Linked DNA regions of Pan troglodytes: region 1 is linked to region 2. Evidence: chromatin contacts called from public Hi-C data. All regions are on one chromosome and are shown on one strand. The core of a region is the stretch at or near the end of the contact, and the rest is flanking DNA. Distances in the headings are between cores, read along the strand shown.

The links. Hi-C and Micro-C count contacts between places; a contact is called where the count stands out from the background.
Region 1: a Hi-C map of a lymphoblastoid cell line shows a contact between it and region 2, with 4 times the contacts expected there. The contact joins two enhancer-like sites. A contact is called at or near these places in 2 of 7 Hi-C or Micro-C datasets (induced pluripotent stem cells and a lymphoblastoid cell line).

What each region holds. Positions count from the first base shown.
Region 1 is chr4:158,197,008-158,202,780 of NHGRI_mPanTro3-v2.0_pri, reverse strand. No RefSeq gene overlaps it. Among named protein-coding and RNA genes, the nearest start is that of MIR146A, 21 kb to the right of the region's middle. Within about 2 kb of position 2,915, at least 10 of the 24 cell types and tissues checked have an H3K27ac peak or open chromatin away from gene starts, as enhancers often do. A contact at or near this core is called in a lymphoblastoid cell line, where this site is marked.
Region 2 is chr4:158,129,032-158,135,350 of NHGRI_mPanTro3-v2.0_pri, reverse strand. No RefSeq gene overlaps it. Among named protein-coding and RNA genes, the nearest start is that of PTTG1, 17 kb to the right of the region's middle. Within about 2 kb of position 3,045, at least 7 of the 24 cell types and tissues checked have an H3K27ac peak or open chromatin away from gene starts, as enhancers often do. A contact at or near this core is called in a lymphoblastoid cell line, where this site is marked.

The sequences.
Region 1 (5,773 bases), core at 1,666-4,165, 68 kb before region 2:
TCAGGGAGACACGTAACTCTCACAGATATTCACCAAGTCTCCCATATCAGTCTCATCCTCATCAAAGGCAAAGAGAATACTGACTGTCATGGTGCGATTTGAAAGAACCAACAGTACCTCCTTCACCACCTGCCAAAATTCCACCCTTAGCTCTTCATTCCTTTCTGTTAAAGTATACTCAACTGCTGAAATGAAAAAAAAAAAAAATGTATGAGTCAGGAAAATAAAGCTCCCTCAGTATGAAGAGCCCCCAGAATTAGAAATCACACAAATCACAAATAGGCATCTAAGTGGGCAGTTCTCCAGTCTCAATCATCTTTACCACTTCTCTTCTTTGAATCAGAAGAGTCTTTTCACATCAACATGTTATCCTTTTACAAAGGGGCAATTTAGGCCCAGAGGAGTTTCATTTCTTAAGCAAGGTCACACAGCACATTAAGAACGAACATTGGGGGTCCTCTGACTCCTGGGAACATTTTAAAGGACTCTTTAAGGTGAAATTCAACACATTATTTCGTTGTTTTATAAACAGCAGGAACCTCCCCCACCAAAAGTCCTTTTTTATTCTTTCTTTGCTGGCACCAGCATCTATAGTGATTACAGTATGCAGAATGAAATCATCTGAGTGTGTAGACGATGTATCTGAATTCAGACACGCAGAGTTTGGGCTTGGAATTTGACACGTCCCACACCAGTGCAAACCCTATCGGGTTATCTGGGTGTGCCTGCAGACTTCATAGCCCTGGTCTCACGCTTCTCAGTCCTTTGCCTTGGTGTTCCTGCCCTCTAGTGGCAATAAACTTTACTACAGTCACATTCACCAGCAGACAGCAAATCAAACGGAAGTTAGATTCGAGAAGTTATAGCACTTTTCAGGAAGGATAAAGGCAACCCACATCTTTCTCTTTAAAAGCAGACCTCGTTATCATGGGAATGATGTTTAGTCTCACACACAAAAACGCTACTATCTAGTCTTTAGCCCGAAACAGATCTTAACTTAGGCATCCAAGGTCCTGGGTTGGAAAATAGATTATATAACTGACTTAGGGAGTCGTGGGAATAAGGGGGCTCAGAGAATCTATAGGGCAGGAACAGAAAGACTTAAAGTGGCAAAAGAGAAGGACATTGGCAGATGGTGCCCCCTGCCAACACTGGCATGAATTAATTCAAAGTCCTGCCTTCCCCTTTTCCCAGCTTTGAAGGTTCAGTCCCCTAGTCCCCAACCCCACCTCCCTTTGCTCATCTAACTCCTGCTCCTTCTGCCCATCTCAGCTCAAGGCTCCTTCCAACTCTGAAAATGAGATGGGCCCTCGTCTTATGCTCTCATGGTATGGGGAAATTTCCAAGCATAAGACTTTTTTACAGTCCTTAGTTTTATGTATCTCTGGTTATTTTCATGTCCACAGTAAATTATATAAGCTCCATGAGCTTAGGCACTGAGCCTCCCTTTATTGACCATTGAATCTGTGCCCCCAAAACAGTGATTAGCACATAGGAGGCCCTCAATTAATGCTGTTCAATTAAATTAATAAAATTGTAAGTGTTGGTTGAATGTGTGACATTTGTTTGCAGACTGAACAAACAGATCTTGTCTCAATGAAGAAAACAGGCAAAGTGTACCTAGGGTCTGTCCACAGGGCTATGCAGAGCCAACTGTGAGCACTTTCCTTGTACAAGCCGAGGGTGGACACTTTCCTTGGACATCACCCCAAATGCTCACCCTCACCCTGGGATGAGTAGTTGAGCAAGGGTCTTTACTGTAATTACACTTTTTGATCATAAGCATCCATAGGCTCAGCTTTTGTTCCTGCAAAGGTAACAGAATCTGCCTGAAAACAGAGGACCGAAGGACGACAGATTGAAAGGCTTTGAGGACACCAGGAGACCTGACCTTCAGAGCTGCCTCTCTGTGTGGCCTTGGATGCTACCTCCCTGCACTGGGTCTCCATGCTTTCATTTGCAAAAGAAGGAGCTTGAGGTATGTAACATCAAAGTCGTGGTGTTCTGGTGTCAGAAACCCCAGCTGAAGCTGGCTTAAAGTAAAAAAATGGAATATATTGCTCATGAAACTGCAAAGCCATGGATTCAGGGTTGCCTCGATCTAAGATATCAAGCAACGTCATCCAAGCCTGGTTTCTCTTCTCCATCCATCAGCTCTGCTTCCCTTTGTGTTCACTCCACTTGTAGGCAAGTTCCTTCTCTGTGAGGGTCTCTGGCAGCTCCAGGCTTTCATCCCCTCAGCAGAAAAATAAAGAGGCTCTCTCTCAGACCCAGAACTGCAGCTCAGCCATACCTTTTGGGCCGTATACTCATTCATGAGCCAGTCACAGTGGTTACGGGAAATTCTTGGCTCCACATGAATCACAGAAACACCACCCAGAGGCCAAGCTCCATGACAGTAATGAGGAAGCACTCTCAGAATGCTGGGGAAGAGGTACTACACACACTGAAACAAAAATGGCACCCCAGAGTCAGTGATCTTTAAAGACTCTTCTAGCTTTTTTTACCTTGCCGTGACTCTGAGATTTGATACCAGGGAAAGGGAAGGGAGAATAAAGCCATAAACACTCTCTAAACTTAGTCCAACCGCAAATCTTTCAAAAAGCCTAAATGCGGAATAACACTCATCATCCATTCTGAAGGGGGAAACGGGGTGACAGCGGCAGCCCTAGAAAGCAAGTGATGACTTTGACCCTCCAGAAGCCACGGGGTCTGAAAACGAATGACATTTTGATAATGCCACTAAAATGAAACATTTCTATTTCACAAAAAGATGGAGAGTCAGTGAGATTCATAAAAAAAGAAAAAAAAGAAAACATTATTAAACTTTCCCTTTCACTGCTTCTTTGTATCTCTGGTTGAAATGGAGCAAGATGCAGGTTGCCATGGTGACGGCTGAATTTTAAATAACAGGGCTCAGGCGCACTGGCTGCTGGCTGTACCGCCCCAGGCAGGAAACGGTTGTGGGGAGAGAGACAGAGGCTGAGTGAGAAAGGAAAGAAAGCTGCTGGGCTCATCCCAGGACACTGTCACTTCTCCAACTTGTTTTCCTTGCACTGAGGGAAAGGTCCAAGAATGACGGACTCTCCAGCTTCTTCATAGAATGAGGGAAGGTGGGAGTCCAGATGCATAAGAACAGAACCTGAGAAGTCACCTTGTCCCTCCCCTACCTGATTCTCTCTTGTGACAAATGGATTTCCCCTACACTTACACCCCTTCCCACGAACAACGGGCCCAGCTCGCCCAAGTGTTAGACGGGACACTGGAAGCCTGTCCCTAAGAAAAACGTCCCAAGAGCTACAGACACAAAGGGCAAGAGCCCAAAGGATTTTTAAGTGAAAGAGGAATTTGCGGTTCAAAGCCCAGAAGCTGTCAATTCACATAGCTGTAGCCACATATTCCAGTTCTGCTCCTCTCTCTAGAACCATCCAAGACTGCAATGGAGAGATTCAGGAAGTGGTGAGTTCTCCATGACTGACATGTTCAAGCCAACGTCAGCCAGTGAGGAGCTGCCCGACAGGGGGCTGTTCAAATCGTTTCAGGCTTCAGAGAGTCACGGTCCTGCTGGGGCAGCTCAGAGAATCCATGCGGTAGAAGACCAAGTCTTTCACCCTGCACCCTTCTACGTTCCCAGGCCAGGGAAGAGGGAAACCAGAGGCGGAAGCTGGAGGAACCAGCAGCCGGGGAGCCCAGAACTCCGCTGTGATGCGTACACGCTTGTGAGGACTGGCTCTGACAGGAGGTGGTCTCTTCTCCACTGCCTTCACTGCTGGTATGTGTGTGTGTATGTGTGTTGGGGGTATGTATGGCAGGCCCAGGCCAGCGCTGTTTCCCTGCTTTCTTAGATCCTTTTCTCAGAACTTTGGAGTTCCTGACTCTGTGTGAGAAGGCACAGGCAGGTGGCCTGGTGGTGTTAACACTGGGCCACTGTCCCTTCTCTTCCCCTGGCTTCACCACACACCAAGCAGACCCCAAAAAGGACTTGTGTTCTCAGCCTGCCCTGTCCCTTATCTCCTGGCCAAGGTAGCAGGCAGCCAAGGCCACTCTTTGTTTGTCAGGGAAAAGCTTCTAGATGTTAAATAGTAGTAGTAACAATAATAATAATAAACACATAGATTTTTCCTCATGGCTGGGAAAGTGGCAGGATTACTGAAGCTGAACACGTCTGACATTTCCCCAGAAGCCAGGCGAGCAGAGGCCCCAGGAGAGAAGGGAAGAGCCAAAGAGACAGGGTCCCTGGGCCTGTGACCTGCACCCCTGGGACCTGTCCTGTGCTCCAGGCCTGACAGTCGGCAGTTTGGGACCTGGGATTCCCCATCAGTATTCCCCAGGAAGGTCAGGACCGCCGGGAAAATGACAGCATCTTAAGAAGGAGATAAAAGCCAGGGGAAGAAAAGGGACAGTGGCCCAGTGTTCACACCACCAGGCCACCTGCCTATGCCTTCTCACACAGTCAGGAACTCCAAGGTTCTGAGAAGAGGGTCTAAGAAAGCAGGGAAACAGCACTAGACTGGGCCTGCCATACATACCCCACACACACATACACACACATATACCCCACACACCCCACACACACACACCCCACACACACCCCACACACACATAAACCACACACATACCACATGCACACATACACATACACCCCTCACGCACACCACACACACACACCCCTCACACCTCATACACAAATACACCACACACACCCCACATACACCCCTCACACCCCACACAGACACCACACACACACAGACACCACACACACACACACCCCTCACACACATACACCACACACACACCCATCACACCCCACACATACATACACCACACACACATACACCTAAAACACACACCCTTCACACCCCACACACAGACATACACCACACACACACACCCCTCACACCCCACACACACCACACACACAAATACACATGTCTCACACACACACCCCACATACCACACACATACACACACCCCTCACACACACATACACCCCACACCTCACACACACATACGCACACTGCACACGCACACCTCTCACACCCCACACACACACAGACTCCACACACATACACACACACCCCACACACACCCCACACACACCCCTTACACCCCACATACACATACACCACACACACACACCTTACACCCTACACACGTACACCATACACACACGTGCACACACACACCTCACACCCCATACACACACCCTCACACCCCACACACACGTACACACACAGGCTCCACACACACACCCCCACACACACACAACCCTTACACCCCACACACATACACCACACACACCTTACACCCCACACACATGTACACCATACACACACATGCACACAGACACACCCCTCACACCCCACACACATGTACACCACACACACACACACCTGGATCAGGGACAGGAGCAGGAAGGGGCCTTTTGTAGAAACAGTCCCCTGGGATACACACACACACACACACACACACACACACACACACACTAGGCTTGTGTATGCATGAAACAGCTCCTGAAAGATGCACAGGATCTGTCAACAGAAAGGGACCAAAGAACTGGAGATGAGGGGGATAGGAAGGAGGTTTATTTTTCACTGCACACCTTCTTGCAGAATTTTACTTATGTGCTTATATTGCCTTTTCAAAAAATAAATTCTGTCCCCCTTTCTAGAACACACATACAGAACCTGTCCCTTGTCCAGTCCACGTGAAGTTAGGAAAACTAAGTCCTAGTTTTATCCTGCCAGCAATAGTGAAGCAGTATGATGTCATA
Region 2 (6,319 bases), core at 1,796-4,295:
TTTTCTGGAGACAGGGTCTATAACTCTCATTAGCTCTTCAAAAGGCTTTGTGATCTATCAACCACGCACACACACACACACACATGCTCACTCACAACCACTGGTATGGTACTCTTTCATTTTACAGATAAGGAAAGAAAGAACCAAGGGTGTTCAGTATCTTTCCCAAGGTCACAGAGCTGGTGAGTGGTCATGTCAGGATGAAAACCTAGGTCCACAGCTCAAATACCAAAACTCTCCATGCTTTAGGTAGCATTCATATTATCATCCCAATGAAATATCTCCATCAGGAGAATTCTATCTGGTCAGGAATGTCCCAGAACTGGCAGCAAAGACCTCACAGGAAGGAGTTTCCCAGCATGAGCAATGCAGCTTTTCTAAACATCAGGATTCCACTGCCCCAGCCACCTCATCCAGCCCTGGCCAGGTTAGAACAGGCTTGCAGTGGTGATGGAGCCAATCAAGGGCCACCAGGGGTAAACCCTACCCCTCTACTTTTCCCCCACACTTCCCTGTCCCCACAACTTGTAAGCACCTGCACATAGGGACCAAGCAGAGACTCAGGAAGCCTGTGGGCTGGAAAGCCACAAGTTGCTCAACTAGTACTTTAAAACCAAAAAAAGTTTAATATTTTGTAAAGTCCCACACAAATAACACTGGTCTCTCACACCACACCCAAGGCCACATGGGAGTAGGCAGCCTTGTACATTCACACTCACCTTTCTCAAACAAGGCTTCCCTTTCTTGGGTGCTCATGATATTCATTTCATCTCATGGGTTTAAAATATTGGGGGCAGGGCCACCAAATAACTTCTCCAGTGGCTTACTTCCAGGAAATTTGTTTCATTTTTGAAGAACCTTAGGAATTACCATAATAACAGCTAAGTTATGGTCCAGACACTATGGTAAGCAATTACCATGCATATAATAATTTGATCTTCAAAATAAGGATAAATAGCATTATTGTTCCTAATTTATAGACAAGGGAGCTGAAGCCAAAGAGGTTCAGTGATCTGCTGAAAGTTACAAAACTAGTAGAAGGCAGAGCAACGATTTAAATCCAGGTCTCTTGGACTCCAGGGTCTAAGCTGCTGGCTCTTCCTGGAGGTTGAATTGCCTCTCAAGAGACGGGGGTGTCAGCTGGGATTTTGGAGAATCTGCAGCTTTCCCTGCCCCTTCAAAGGCTGTAGGCACACAAAAAAGAGGATGTCCTGCTAAGTACTGTATCTCCTTCCAATAAGAATCAGTACTTCAGAGAGTCTTAGACCATTAGATCCCAAAGAATTACAGCGATTATCTCCTCCAACCTCTTCATTTTATACATGAGGACAGCAAGGCTCAGGGAGGGCAAGCAACCAGTGCAGAACACACAGCTAGCAAGCAGTCCCTCGACTCCAGCCCAGGAAGCCATCCACTGTCTCCACAGGGGGAGACACTGTGTCCACTGATATATAGGAGATGATTTTACTGGTACACAGATAAAACTTTAAATAGTGTTGATCTTAAAAGTGGATCTGCTATTCGATCCAGCAATCCCACTACTGGGTATCCACCCAAAGGAAAAGAAGTCATTACATGAAAATGACACACGCACACTCATGTTTATAGCATCACAATTCACAATTACAAAAATATGGAACCAACCTAAATGCCCACCAACCAACGAGTGGATAAAGAAAACGTGGTATATATACCCCATGGAATACTACTCAGCCACAAAAAGGAATGAAATCATGGCATTCGCGGCAACCCGGATGGAGTTGGAAACTATTATCCTAAGTGAAGTAACTCAGAAATGGAAAACCAAATATCGTATGTTCTCACTTTTAAGTGGGAGCTAAGCTATGAGGATGCAAAGGCATAAGAATGATATAATGGACTTTAGGGACTCCGGGGGAAAGGGTGAGAGGGGTGAGGGACAAAAGACGGGACATTGGGTACAGTGTACACTGCTCTGGTGATGGGCGCACCGAAATCTCAGAAATCACCACTAAAGAGCTTATCCATGTAACCAAATACCACCTGTTCCCCAAAAACTATTGAAATTAAAAAATAAAAATAAAATAATGTTGGTCGACATCATGAGAAAACTATTCCCTTTTCACTTCTCTTTTAGTCTCTCTGATTACTTTAAGGATAATCTCAATTCAGTGCTAATATATCTTTAACAGCTTTCCTTAAATATTTCTTTAAGAAACTCTTTTAAGAGAGAAAATGGATCCTTGGTGGGAAACCGCATCAGTATCAGCAAGAACTTAGTACCATTGCTTTTTTTCTTTTCGTCTTGGTTACCCTCCGATTATGTCAAATGATGCAAGTTTTCCATTGACACATTAAAGTTTCCGTTTAAATATATGTATTCATGTTAAAGAAAATCGAATTGATTTAAAGAAAAATATTAAACGAATACTGCTCACTGGCTATAATATTAAAAATTTTTAAAGCAGTATCAATGAAAATAAACATATTACTTCCTAATCACTTTGTAAGCAAATCACTCATTAAGGAAACTAAAATTTTAAAGCATCTGACTGTACTCACGGTGGGTACACGTGACTAGAAATCTATCACACTAACATGAGGGTCAGCTCCACGCTCTGTGACTTCTTCGCCTCACTCTCCACCACAACCCCCTGTACCACTCCGGGGACATCAGGAAGAGTCTAACGGGGCAATTCCAGTTGAAGGGGAAACAGCCAAAGCCACCACGGAGGGGGACTGTCTGTGCAAGCAGATCGCAGCAGGGAAAGTGGTATGCCGCCCCCTGGTGGGCAGTTTGGAAATTAGCCCGGCACCTTTGTCCTCTGGTGTAGATAGACAAGCCTAATACTTGTAAGACATACTTTCCTAAAAGGAGAAGGTTTCCTTTGCATTGTATGTAAGCGGACATGTAAGCATAGGCACACACTGCCTGTGGATATCACTTCAGGATAGTACAGGAGGTGTTACGAAATGTTTCATACAGAAAGGGGCTTTTATGTCTGATAAGGCTGAGAACTACTGTCCTAGAGCAGCAAGACCCGCCGCTCCCTGCTTAACAGCCAGGTGAGGCCAGCTTCTATGGAGACCGCTTCGTGGTACCAAGTGTGCCTTCTAGCTGGATGTTGCAAAAGTTACTTAACCAATCAGGGCCCAAGTTTCCAACCGTCAATAATGAATGCTCACGCATACCCACACCCCATGGCGTTTCTCTGAGAGTCCAAAGGACGATGCGTGTGAGGCACTTAGCACTGATCTGGCAGCAAGTAAGTACTTATCAATGTCAGGTGGCGGTGGTAACAGCGCTCTCCCTTCCACCAACCTCTCCACCCCAGTTTTATTAAAAGAAGTTTGATGTAAAAGAAAAAAACAAGAAAAACGGAAAGAGCAAAAAACAATCAGGATTTTCGGGCAAAACTTACCACATCCATCAAGCTGAGGAAATCCTAAAGACATCGAATCTCAACGTACCACCCATCTCAGCTGAAAGATCATTTCCAAATTAGAGGAAGCTGCGACTGACTGACTGAGAAGGCAGGAAGTGCCCTCTAGTGGCATGGTTACATTAGCTTGGGAGGAAAGGTAGTGCAGTTCATTTTCAAAGGGAAGGACAAAACCAATTGTTAAACTGAGGCAGGAGGCAGTGATGCTTCAAAGATGCAAGTGGGAATTTACTGTCTACTCTGTGGACCATCGAAGATGCCTTCAGGATCTGGCCTTAGCCAACGGCAAGTGGCATGCTGAAAGTCAGATCAGCTGGTCAAGGGTGGAACTGGGAATTGAACCCAAAGTTGCTAACTATAAATCCAGAAATCTCGCCCTTGACAGCAAACCTCTTGCTAGTGGGAGCTGTGGCTTGTGTCATTTTACATCCTTCAAAGCAGCAACCACAGGGTTTTGTATACATAGATACAGTATTCAATAAATTACTTGATGAAATATTCATGAAATGATCGTTTATGAAATAATGAATAATGCATTATTTCATTTGTTGCTCACAATAACTGTGACATAGCCTAGTTTACTGATAAGGAAATTAAGTCTCTGGTCAAGTAACTTGCCTAAGATCACAAAGCCAGGATTCAAACCAAGCATACTAACTCCAGAGCCTCGGTGCTTATCCACTAGACATGCAGTTCTCAAACTGTTTGGTCTCAGGATTCCTTTACAGTCTGGGTTTTGTTGTTGCTGTTTGTGGAGATGGTGTTTTACTATGCTCAAGCAATCCTCCCACTTCAGCCTCCCAAAGCACTGGGATTATAGATGCAAGCCACCTTGCCTGGCTTCCTTTACACTCTTAAAGAAATTATTAAGGATGAAAAAGAGTTTTTGTTTATAAGGATTATACCTATTAATATTTACAGTTTTAGAAATTAAAGCTGAGGAATTTAAAATATATTTATTTAAACATTATCACAATAAAGCAATTAATTATAACACAATTAACATATTTTTATAAAAAGTAACTATTTTCCTAAACCAAAAAACACCCACATTTAGAAAATTAACATGACATTGTTTTACATTTCTGAAAATCTCTACTATCTGGCTTAAGACAGCTGATTTCTCACATCTACTTCTTCATTTGCTCTGCTATAATACCATACTTGGAGTAGCTTCTGGAAAATTCCACTGTACACTTGTGAAAGAATGGAAATTTAAAAGGCAAATAACATCCTGGCACTATTATTAAAATATATTTGATGTCATGTACCCCTAAAAGGTCTTGGGGACCCCTGGTACGTCTAGGCACTCTTTTAGAAGCACTGATGGACAATATGCTGTCCATAGGGCAAGTGAACAAAGGGCTCTGCCCTCCTGAGAGTCACATCTCCAGGGAGTTCATTCCACCTGTAATGTTCTTAGTGACTTCATAAACTCATTTCAACCTCTTTATTTTTTACATTCTTGCTCTTTTCCTGGAAATTGCATGTCCTTGAAGGCAACTCTTTCTTCCTCTGTGTTCCAGATGCAGCCAGCCATCAGGGCAATGATGAGTCCCAAAACAGAATCCTTCAAGCAATAAAGAGGGTCTCTGCTTTAATCCTAGATGCCTCTATATAAAGACCAAGGAGCATAAACTATTTGTATTAGTCTGTTCTCACACTGCTATGAAGAAATACCCAAGACTGGTTAATGTATAAAGGAAAGAGGTTTAATTGACTCACAGTTCTGCAGGGCTGGGGAGACCTCAGGAAATTTACAATCATGAAGGAAGGGGAAGCAAACACATCCTTCTTCACGTGGTGGCAGCAAGGAGAAGTGCAGAGCGAAGGTGGGGAAAAGCCCCTTATAAAACCATCAGATCTTGTGAGAACTCACTATCATGAGAACAGCATGGAGGTAACCACCCCCATGATTCAATTACCTCCCACCGGGCCCCTCCTACCATACGTGGGGATTATGGGAACTACAATTCAAGATGAGATCTGGTAGGCACACAGCCAAACCATATCACTATTCATTCCTATTATTCCATTTCTAGGAAAAAGAACTTTTTTAAAATTCTCACTCAATTTCACCTAGACTAAGAAGCCCAGTGTCAAGAAGTGATACTCCCAATTGTGTTTTATTAAAATATGTAAATGAGTCATGAATAGCAGTATCCTAAAAGACATCATATTTCACATCTAGAGGGGGGCTCCCCTGGCTGCCATCCCTCCCTGGTCACCAACCCTCATGTGACCTTCCCATCAGCATCAGTGAAGAGGGGCCCCTGTTCCACCCCATTCCCCAGTACGACAGTAGGGGGATGGGATAGTGTCCTCTTGGATCCTCGCTTTTGCCTCCAGACCACACTCTCTCCCTCTACCCTCAAACTGCAGCTTGGAATCTTCTATAATCAAATAGGCCCATCCATTGCTTATCTCATTGCAAACACCTGTGTCATTCCCTTCTCCCCACCCCGCCTTAAAGATTTTGTCCGTAGCTCACTGCCATTGTCTTTACTACTGCTCCTTTGTTCTGTCTATGCCTTCCAAGATACTGTCCTCTGAATTCCTTGGCAATTCTCTAATGAGCTTGTCTTCCATCTACCTCAACCACCCAGTCCCATGGTCATCTCCTAGACATTGTCACTAAGAAAAACTTCAAACACTCCATAACTGATTATCTGATCTTCAAGCACCCCACTCTCCATCTTCCCAGCTCAACATTACTCTGCCTCCTTCTTTTGGTCTTTCAGGGACATACACTTAAAATCCAAACTCATTTTCACAGCCCCTAAGATCCTCCATGATACAACCTCTGCCTACTTCTCTGGCCCTGTCTCCTAACCCTCTCCCTATCACTCACTACCCTCCAGCCCTGCTGACCTTTTTGCAATTCCTCAAACATGCTA